3 separate regions of the Mus musculus genome follow, and all the other regions are linked to region 1. Evidence: chromatin contacts called from public HiChIP or PLAC-seq and Micro-C data. All regions are on one chromosome and are shown on one strand. The core of a region is the stretch at or near the end of the contact, and the rest is flanking DNA. Distances in the headings are between cores, read along the strand shown. Region 1 holds the start of Hrh3 (histamine receptor H3). Region 2 holds the start of Kcnq2 (potassium voltage-gated channel, subfamily Q, member 2). Region 3 holds the start of Zfp512b (zinc finger protein 512B).

Region 1 (2,753 bases), core at 56-2,555:
AGGAGGAAGGACCTCCACATAGGGACCTCTGAACACAAAACCTGGGCTTCTGCCAGCCCCACCAACCGCCAAAAGAGGAAAATGGGATATATGTCCTCCCTGGCTTGATTGGCTCTGGAGCCGATCATCCATCTCTACCCTGGCTGTTGGACAGCCTCCCTTCTCAGCTTAAAAACCGAGAAAGCTTTTCTCTTGGCTTAAAGGGTTCTTGGCTGCAGCCGCGCCAGCCGCTCTCACCGCCCAAACCGGCTTCCAGCGTCTGGGAGACGCAGCAGCTCGCAGCCCCAACAGGTGTCTGGCGCTCCGGCCCCCACCGCGAGCCCCGCCCCCCCTCCCCCAGTTGGGAGCAGAGCTTGGACACGTGAGAACGAGCTCCTCGGAGCATTTCCCTCATCTCACCCCCCGCCTTCCCTACGGTCCCCTTCCCCAGCACACCTCCCCAAATCCCCCTTCCATGTCCCCTCCCCCCCAGCGTCCTCCCAGCATCCTGAGTCCGGCGCCGCTGCCTTTGTTTGGTTCGGCGCAGGAGCCAACGCTGCACCGGCGGTCGCTGCGCCTTGCGCCTTGCTGAGCGCCCGCCGGCTGGGGCAGCCTCCCCGGGGACATCCCTACCTAGCCCCCGTCTTGCGGCCCGGGAGGCGAGGAACTTCTCCCGCGCCCACCATCCTAAGGTTTCTAGAGCTCCTCTCCCAAGGCCGAACCCCTGAGAAGCCACCCCAGGTCGAAGCGCCAAGCCCCATTGCCCAGCCCGGGCTCCGCGCCCCTGGACTCTGGCAGCGGACAGGGTCTGGGGGCTTTACCCACGAGGAAGTCGGAGATGGCGAGGTTGAGCAGAAAGAAGTTGTTCTGGGTGCGGAGGCTCGAATCCGCCACGAAGGCGAGCATGACCAGCGCGTTGCCCAGCACTGTGGCCACGATGAGCAGCGCCATGAGCGCAGCCAGGACAGCGGTCCAGGCAGCCGAGAAGCCGCGCGCCCCGCCTGCAGCCGCCGCCTCTCCGGCCAGAGCGCCCGACGCGTTCATCAGCCCGTCGGGCGGCGCGCGCTCCATGGCCCAGCAGGCTCACAGGGCTCGGGGACACTGGGCAGGGCAGGGGCCGAGTGCTGGGTGGCCGGGCGGGGCCCCTGCTCTTGAGCCTAATCTTTGCCGGCTCTTCACCCAGCCCGGTTTTCCGGGGGGCGCCCGGAGCATGGTCCGCGGGACCGGAGCGAGAGCCGAGTCTGGAGTCCGGGAGGGTGATGCAGAGGGGGCTGGTATCGGAATCTGAGCAGAGTGGGGCGGGCTGCGCGGCTGCTGCAGCGAGAGCAAAGCCGAGCTCCAGCCGCCCGCGGCGCGTCGGTGCACCCCTAGCTCAGCGCGCAGCCAAGTGCGCCCCGCGATCGGCCCGCCGCCCCCCGCGCCCCGCGCAGAGCCCCCGCCATTGGCTGGCGCCCTCGCCCCGCCTCCGTCCCGCCTCCGCCCCGCCCGGCGCGGGCAGCACCACGGACAGCGCCGCGTGCCCGCCGGCCGACTAGAACCCCTGCCCCGGTGCGCACCGTGGCTGGCGGAGAGCCCGACTCGGGCAATAACCAGCTACAGGGCTGGGACCATGTCTGAGGTCGCACCTAGAAGCTGGTCCCTTGGCTATCCGTTCGCCCTCGTGCCCTCGCCCCTGGTGACCCCTGCCCGACCCTTGTCCGTAGCTCCTAAGCTTGTCAGGACCTAGGACACTGCCCGGGTGGGGTGGAGAATGGCTGCCCCGCAGCTCTAGGGAACTTGCGCCTCAGGACTCCCTTTCGCATCTTGCTTTGGGCAAGTAGGTTTCTGGGGTAAGAGATGTCCAAAGAAAGATTGGGGAGGGGTCCCTGAAAGTGATGCCGGGAACAGGGGTTCTCTCCAGCCTCATATGCACAGAACTGTGGGGTCTCAATCTCCACGTGGTTAGACAGAGCTCAGAACAGGGTCCAGGGTGACCTGCAAGGCACACACAGATGTGGAGTTACATAAGGGAAGAACGAGCCTGAGCGGACCCAGCCCAGAGCTGAGAACATTCACCCAGAACTCAGCGGCAGTGGGTGGAGGGGCGACCCACAAAGCAGCTTGGTTCGGGCCACGAATGCCCCCTGAGATACCTTAGTGGGGTGGTCACTGCTGCAGGGGACAGGTGAGGTCACTGAGTTCTGGGTGCAGCCGGGGTGGTGGCAGCTGCGTTAGTGCCTGTGGGAGGGGGAGGAGGAAAGCCGCCGGCCCCCCTTCTCTGACACAGATACTGGAGGTCAAGGACAGAGTCAGCAGCAGAGGCTCCCTGAAGACAGACAGACACACCCACGCTCTGACACACAGACATTCACATTCAGGGAAACAGCCACCCAGCATCAGGCTGGGACCCACGAATAGTCAGACAGCAGACAGACAGAGAACAGTGCCCGAGGGAGAGGGGAAGCAGTGACTGTCCTCTGTCACCAACAGCACACATCAGTGGATGCCTCAAAGTGGACAGAAATGTAGACGGTATGAGTGTGGGGGAGGGGGACCCCAGGCACCGCTTCAAGCACCCCACACTGACAGCCAGAGGCTGGTCATGTGAGGACCTGCCCCTCCCCCACCCCAAGTGGTTCTCTGAGAACTTTGGGCAGTGGGGACTGGCATTTCTCTGTTCCAGCCTTGGGGATGCTGGCAAAGAGGAGCCTCTACCCCAAGCCCATAGTCTCAGCCCCCCAAAGGCACCCTGGAAGCTTCTATGGGGGAGGGGTAAATTCCAATGTATCGTCTCC
Region 2 (2,820 bases), core at 282-2,781, 1.0 Mb after region 1:
CACATATCCTACCAAGGCCAGGACAAGTGGGCACCTCGATAGAGACTTTTCCTGAACATGGGTCTCACTCCCATCCCCAAATGATGCTTCTCATACAAAATGGCCGAGTCTTAGTGCTCCTCCTCTGTCCCTGGTTCTACTGGAATAGGAGAGCCAGCGTCCTTGCATTGGGAGGTTATGCATACTAACATAAACACACACACACACACACACACACACACACACTCATGTATGCGTGAAACAGGTTCGACTCTTTCTGGCTCTGCCCCAGAAGGAGTCCCAGACTTGGGGACAGGAGCAGCCCCTTCCAGGCCCAAAGCTGGCAGTACTGGGGGATAATAGTCTCTCAAGGATCTAAAGCCCAGAATGTGTAGCGAGATCATCAGCAGGTACAAAGGGACTACTTAGAGTGTAGAGAACAGGAGAGTGGGCCTCCGGAGATGAGTACAGGCAACTGCCCTCAGCCAGGGCTGAGGTGATGGGATGTTATGTCCCCTCCCCATTTCTGCAACCCGGAAGCTCAGAGAGGTAGCAAGAGGTTAGGAGGATGACTGAGATGAGGCCAATCTTCTGCATTGCCCCTACTTGGATGTCGGAGAGAACCCACGGGGATGCAGAGGGGCGAATGAGTTCAGACCTAGAGCTGAGCCGCCCTCCCTCCTAGGCGGCCCTTTGTTCCGCGCTGCGGGCCGTGGGGAGGGGCCTCTCGGGCTGAGGGGGGCTGGGGCGCCAGTACATCCCGTCCTGCGGGGGAAGGGCTGGTACAACCCAGCCTGGCGGCCGTAACCCTCCCCCTCCCCAAATAAAACAGTCCCTGACTACAGAATGATCTCCAAAGTCACTCTCCAATCCCTATCCTTTGCTTTAACCCGAGACTGCAATGCCACGACCCAAACCCCACGCCCACGACGCGAACCAGGCGCGCGCGCGGACACGCACACCAGGGCCCCTCAGTCCACCGCAGCTGCGCCTGCTATCAACCCGCGGCCCGGCCAGGGTTTCGCCAGGCCCACCGCTCACCACATCGCGGGCCACTTACACGTAGGCGTGGTAGATGAACGCCCAGCCGCGGGGCCGCTCTAGCACGTTGTAGAGGAAATTCTGCAGCTTGCGGTAGAAGGCGTTGCGCTTCGGGGGCTTCCCGGCTCCCGCGCCGCCCGTCCGCGGCTTGCTCAAAACGCTGCCGCGCTTGGGGGCCTCGGAGCCCGCGATGAGTAGCGCGCCGTCGCGTGTGGAGTCGGGCGCGCCGGGGTCCAGCCCCACGAAGCCCACCTTGAGCTTCTTTTCCCCGCTGGTGCCGGGGTACACGCCACCGTTGCGCGACTTCTGCACCATGGTGCCTGCGGCGCCCTATCGGGCGCGGGCTCAGCGGGGGCGGCGCGCGGGGGGTGGCGCGGGCCCCAGCCCAGGCCTCCGGTCCGGCAGCCGCATGGCGAGGCGGCTGCGGCTCTGCGTTCCTACCTGGCCCGGCCGCGCGCGGGGACGCTGCGGCCACCCGGCTCCGCGCGCGCCTCGGTGCCTGGCCGGCTTCCGCGAGGGCTCCTCCCGCCGCCCCGCCCCGCCCGCCTTAACCCCTACGACGCCATTGTAGTGGCAGGCAGGGAGAGCTGGTCCAGGTGTACTGCCTCACAGGACAACCCTTCCTGCTCTCCTAGCCCGGTAATCCTTGAGGGGGAGTCCAGCCCTGCCGTCACCGCTGAGAGGGCAAAGCACCAGAGTTGACCTGGAGTCGGCAAGTGGACACCTTTGGAAGGATCCTGGCCATTGTCAAGTTCGGTGTTAAAGATTCAGCCCACAAGGATCTTGGCTCTTAGCATCAAGAGGGCCAGACATGAGGAAGGCCCAGCACTTCCTCTGGGTGTGCAGGGAAATTTGTACAGGCTCTCTAAGGGTAACCAGAGCAGTGCCTAGAGCAGAATCCTTGCCCACCTCCAGGCTTACTGAGCCAACTGTACATGGTTATGGAGGAGGCACCAGCCTGGCCCACCCAGTCAGAAGAGGCCTTAGGTACAAGGTGTTTGTGGGTGGGGTGGGGGGAGGGAAGTGCTGCCCACTCCTTGCACGGGCTGGCTTTACCATCACCTCTGGGTCATCTTCCATTCAAGTCTCTGTAAAAGAACTGTAAGTTTTATAAGTCAGGTTGGAGAGATAGCTCAGTAGTTAAGAGCACTGACTGTTCTTTGAAAAGACCTGGGTTTGGTTCCCAGTACCCACATGACATTAGGAACTTAACTCCAATACCAGAGAATGCAAAGACCTCTTGTGGCCTTCTTGAGCACTGAAAGCTTGTGGTACTCATACATACACGCAGGCAAAACATACCCACTAAACATAACGTAAAAATAAACAAATCTCAAAATAGTATTTTTAAAATAACTAAATAAGTGATTACAGATCGTAGATGGCAACTGGGAAGAGCCTAGCTCATTCTATCCACCCTCCTGGGACAATCAGAGCCCAAACCGGGCAGTGGTGCTGCAAACCTTTAATCCTAGCACTTGGGAGGCAGAGGCAGGCAGACCTCTGTGAGATTGAGGCCAGCCAAGTCTACAGAGAGAGTCCCAGGACAGCCAGAACACACAGAAATTTTGTCTGGGGATGGGGTGAGTCAGAGCCCTGAGGGATAAAAGGTTCTGGTTCCCTAGGAAGGAAATGTGTTCCAAGAGGAGGCACTGAAAGGAAGGCAAAGGTCAAGGTTCTCTAGAGTTCCATAACACCAACAGATACAAACTTACTCATCTTCTCTTTTGGGGGGAAAATGGGGACACACCCTTGAAGTCGTTATGAGCCCACAAACTTTCTGGTACTGTAGAGTATGAC
Region 3 (2,700 bases), core at 82-2,581, 1.5 Mb after region 1:
ACTTAGAGAAGGGGGTTTGCCCAGACAAGGTCTTTCTAAATAACCCAGAAGACATGAGAAGTGTAGAAAGAGCCAAGACTCTTACTACATTTGACACCCTCACCTACACCCTCATCTAGACACACAAAGACCAAAGGCTGCTGAGGATCAGCCTGTCTTCAGAGGGTCCACGCAATTGAAGAAGACTGATAATATTCCTCATAGGGGACAATTAACACTAGTAATGGTTGCTGGCTCACAGGCAGCCACATCACCACACCTCAGGGATAGCTTCTCCTCAGAGTCCTGGCCCCTGCCATCTAGATACACAATACTAACCTACTCAGATAAGAGCCCTTGAAGACCTCTCTCTAGGCAAAGAAGCCAATATGGGTCCTGAAGGCCCATGTCCCCACCACATGCACTCATCCCTCTGGTTGGTAAAGTGAAGATCCACTAGAAATACACTTTAGTCCCATGCTGAGCTATCCTACCTGCCTGCCTTCTCAGCCTTCTGTGCAGACAGGGCCCCTCCACCCAGATGAATACACCACATCAGACCCTCAGCCACCACAGCCTAGGCAGCCACCATTTCTTCTTATTTTCAATAGCTTCTAGGTTCCCTGCCTAGGAAGCCACTTCAGCTAAACAAGTTATAGTCAATACTGGCAAGCAGAGGCTATAGAGTATGCATGCTGCTGCCCTGGGGTTGGGCCTCTGGGGACTGTTCTGCTTGCAGCATCACATACCCTGAAAACCGAGGAAGGCTCTAAGCATAGAATGGTGAGGCCTCGCAGAGGCACCCAAAGCCACAGAAGGGGGCGGTACCAAAGAGCAAGGTTCAAGCAGGTGAGTCCTCTCCTAACAGTTTTTGATCAACTCAAATCAGAGGGGATGTGTAGGGGCTGCGTTATCCAGGAGGTCTAAGGTCAATCACCGTTCATTGCCAAGGACAACACCCCCATCCTGGGCCTAGGGGAGGGGAGGGGAGGGGAGGGGGGGTCTGAAGTCAACTAAAGTTCTCTGGATGTCCTCGTTTTGCAGCTTCATAAGGAAATGAGTTATCCAGAACCCCGATTACATTTGAGGTCCGGGTTATACGGCCTGCTGCAACCTTCTAGTCTTTCAGAGTTAGGGGTAAGGCCTGGCCGCCGGAGTAGGAAGAAAACCCCTCCTCCACCTGGGGTCCCTGCGATCTCCCTTGTAGCCTCCAGGGAGGAGGGCGCTGCCGCGGACGCAGGCCACTCCGCCCGGCCCCGGACGAGCGCAGCCAAGAGGCGCACCTGGAGGCCCGTGGCCACCCACCTGTCACCTGAGGCCGGACGCGGGCTGCAGCCTGGCCCGGAAGCGCCGACCGCGGGGGGGCGAAGGCAGTGAACCAAAATGGCGACTTTTTCTGGAGGAGGAGGCGGGAGGACGGCGCCGACGCGGGGAGCGGGGCGCGGCGCGGGTCCGGGCGCGGCGGGGAGGCGGGCTGGGCACAGGGCTGGTGCGGGGCGCGTGTGGCGCCGGGGCCGCGGTAAAGCGGGCAGGGCCGGCGCTTACCTGCAGCGCCCAAGGGGTGCGGCCGGGCCAGGCCGGAGCCAGAGCCGGGCCGGGGCGCGGGGCGCGGGGCGCGGGGTCCGGGCGGCGCACACTCCGCGCCGTGCTGCGCACATGCGCGCTCCCGCCCCTCCTACCTTTGACAGTTTTACTGCGGGGGGGAGGGGGGCGAACTCTCGCGGTATTCACGCGGCCGCCGCTGCGGGGAAGGGGCCGGTGGGGCCGTTCCGCCGCTCCGGGCAGTGCGGTCCGTGGCCCAGGTGGTCCTGGCCTCCAGGGCCGAGCGATCGGTCACGCGTGCCTTGGGCAAGAGTCGCTTTGTGGACAGTCCAGTAAACTGAGGCACGTCAGGAACTCTGGACACTACCGCAAATCCTGCCTGACGGATTAAGCAACCGGTGTGGTTGCGCTGGCTGAAGTAGATCCTATGAAGGGTTATAGGACATCTGTAGGCTGTCAGGGGGCACCTCAGCCTCTATCTGTCCCTTAGGCCACCTTAATCTAGACACGAAGACCGATAGGCCTTATTGCGGTCACTGGCTATTGAATCAACTTCTCCCTTCTTTGTGAACAGTGTGGTCCTAGACCAACAGCCAGTAAGTATCTAACTTCTCTGGCCCCGAGCCTGGGCTGCTAGTGTAAGATCTAGGGGGTGGGTGGGAGGATGACAGCACAGCCCACACAACTTGGAAATAAATGAGGCAGAGAAATAAACACCCTTTTGACAGACTAGGAAGGGGAAATAAATGAGGCAGAGAAATAAACACCCTTTTGACAGACTAGGAAGGGCCAACTGGCTGATAAGGAGGTAGAATGCAAAGCCTGGGGCTCCACAGGAGCACTCAATAGGGAAGGGAAAAATTCAGCTTTCATTTGAGTCATAATACTGTTACATGTTCTCAGCCATGCCCACTGTTTTTTTTTTTTTTTAAGATTTATTTATGTTATGTATGTGAGTACACTGTAGCTGTCTTCAGACACATCAGAAGAGGGCATCAGATCCCATTACACATGGTTGTGAGCCACTATGTGGTTGCTGGGAATTGAACTGAGGACCTCTGGAAGAGCAGTCTGCGCTCTTAACCACTGAGCCATCTCTCCAGCCCCCCCCCCCCACTGTTTTTTCTAAAACAACTTTTCACTATGTAGCCCTTTGTAGACCAGGCCAGCATCAAACTC

What was found. Hi-C and Micro-C count contacts between places; a contact is called where the count stands out from the background. HiChIP or PLAC-seq counts read pairs in DNA pulled down with a chosen protein or histone mark.
Region 2: a Micro-C map of embryonic stem cells shows a contact between it and region 1, with 3 times the contacts expected there. The contact joins the promoter of Kcnq2 here to the promoter of Hrh3 in region 1. A contact is called at or near these places in 1 of 39 promoter capture datasets (embryonic stem cells) and 1 of 484 Hi-C or Micro-C datasets (embryonic stem cells).
Region 3: a contact with region 1 is called in an HNF4G HiChIP or PLAC-seq map of pancreatic cancer cells. The contact joins the promoter of Zfp512b here to the promoter of Hrh3 in region 1. A contact is called at or near these places in 1 of 39 promoter capture datasets (pre-B cells), 1 of 484 Hi-C or Micro-C datasets (embryonic stem cells) and 2 of 115 datasets of contacts at active chromatin or transcription factors (large pre-B cells and pancreatic cancer cells).

Annotation. Positions count from the first base shown.
Region 1 is chr2:180,103,102-180,105,854 of GRCm38.p6, forward strand. Hrh3 (histamine receptor H3) reads right to left here and starts at 1,306. Exons shown (of 3, transcript NM_133849.3): 1 at 801-1,306. The coding sequence starts at 1,050. It overlaps Gm46782 (a long non-coding RNA gene), which reads right to left. Exons shown (of 3, transcript XR_001783600.2): 3 at 1,419-1,953.
Region 2 is chr2:181,133,758-181,136,577 of GRCm38.p6, forward strand. It overlaps Kcnq2 (potassium voltage-gated channel, subfamily Q, member 2), which reads right to left and starts at 1,532. Exons shown (of 17, transcript NM_010611.3): 1 at 1,040-1,532. The coding sequence starts at 1,335.
Region 3 is chr2:181,591,130-181,593,829 of GRCm38.p6, forward strand. It overlaps Zfp512b (zinc finger protein 512B), which reads right to left and starts at 1,332. Exons shown (of 17, transcript NM_001164597.1): 1 at 1,292-1,332.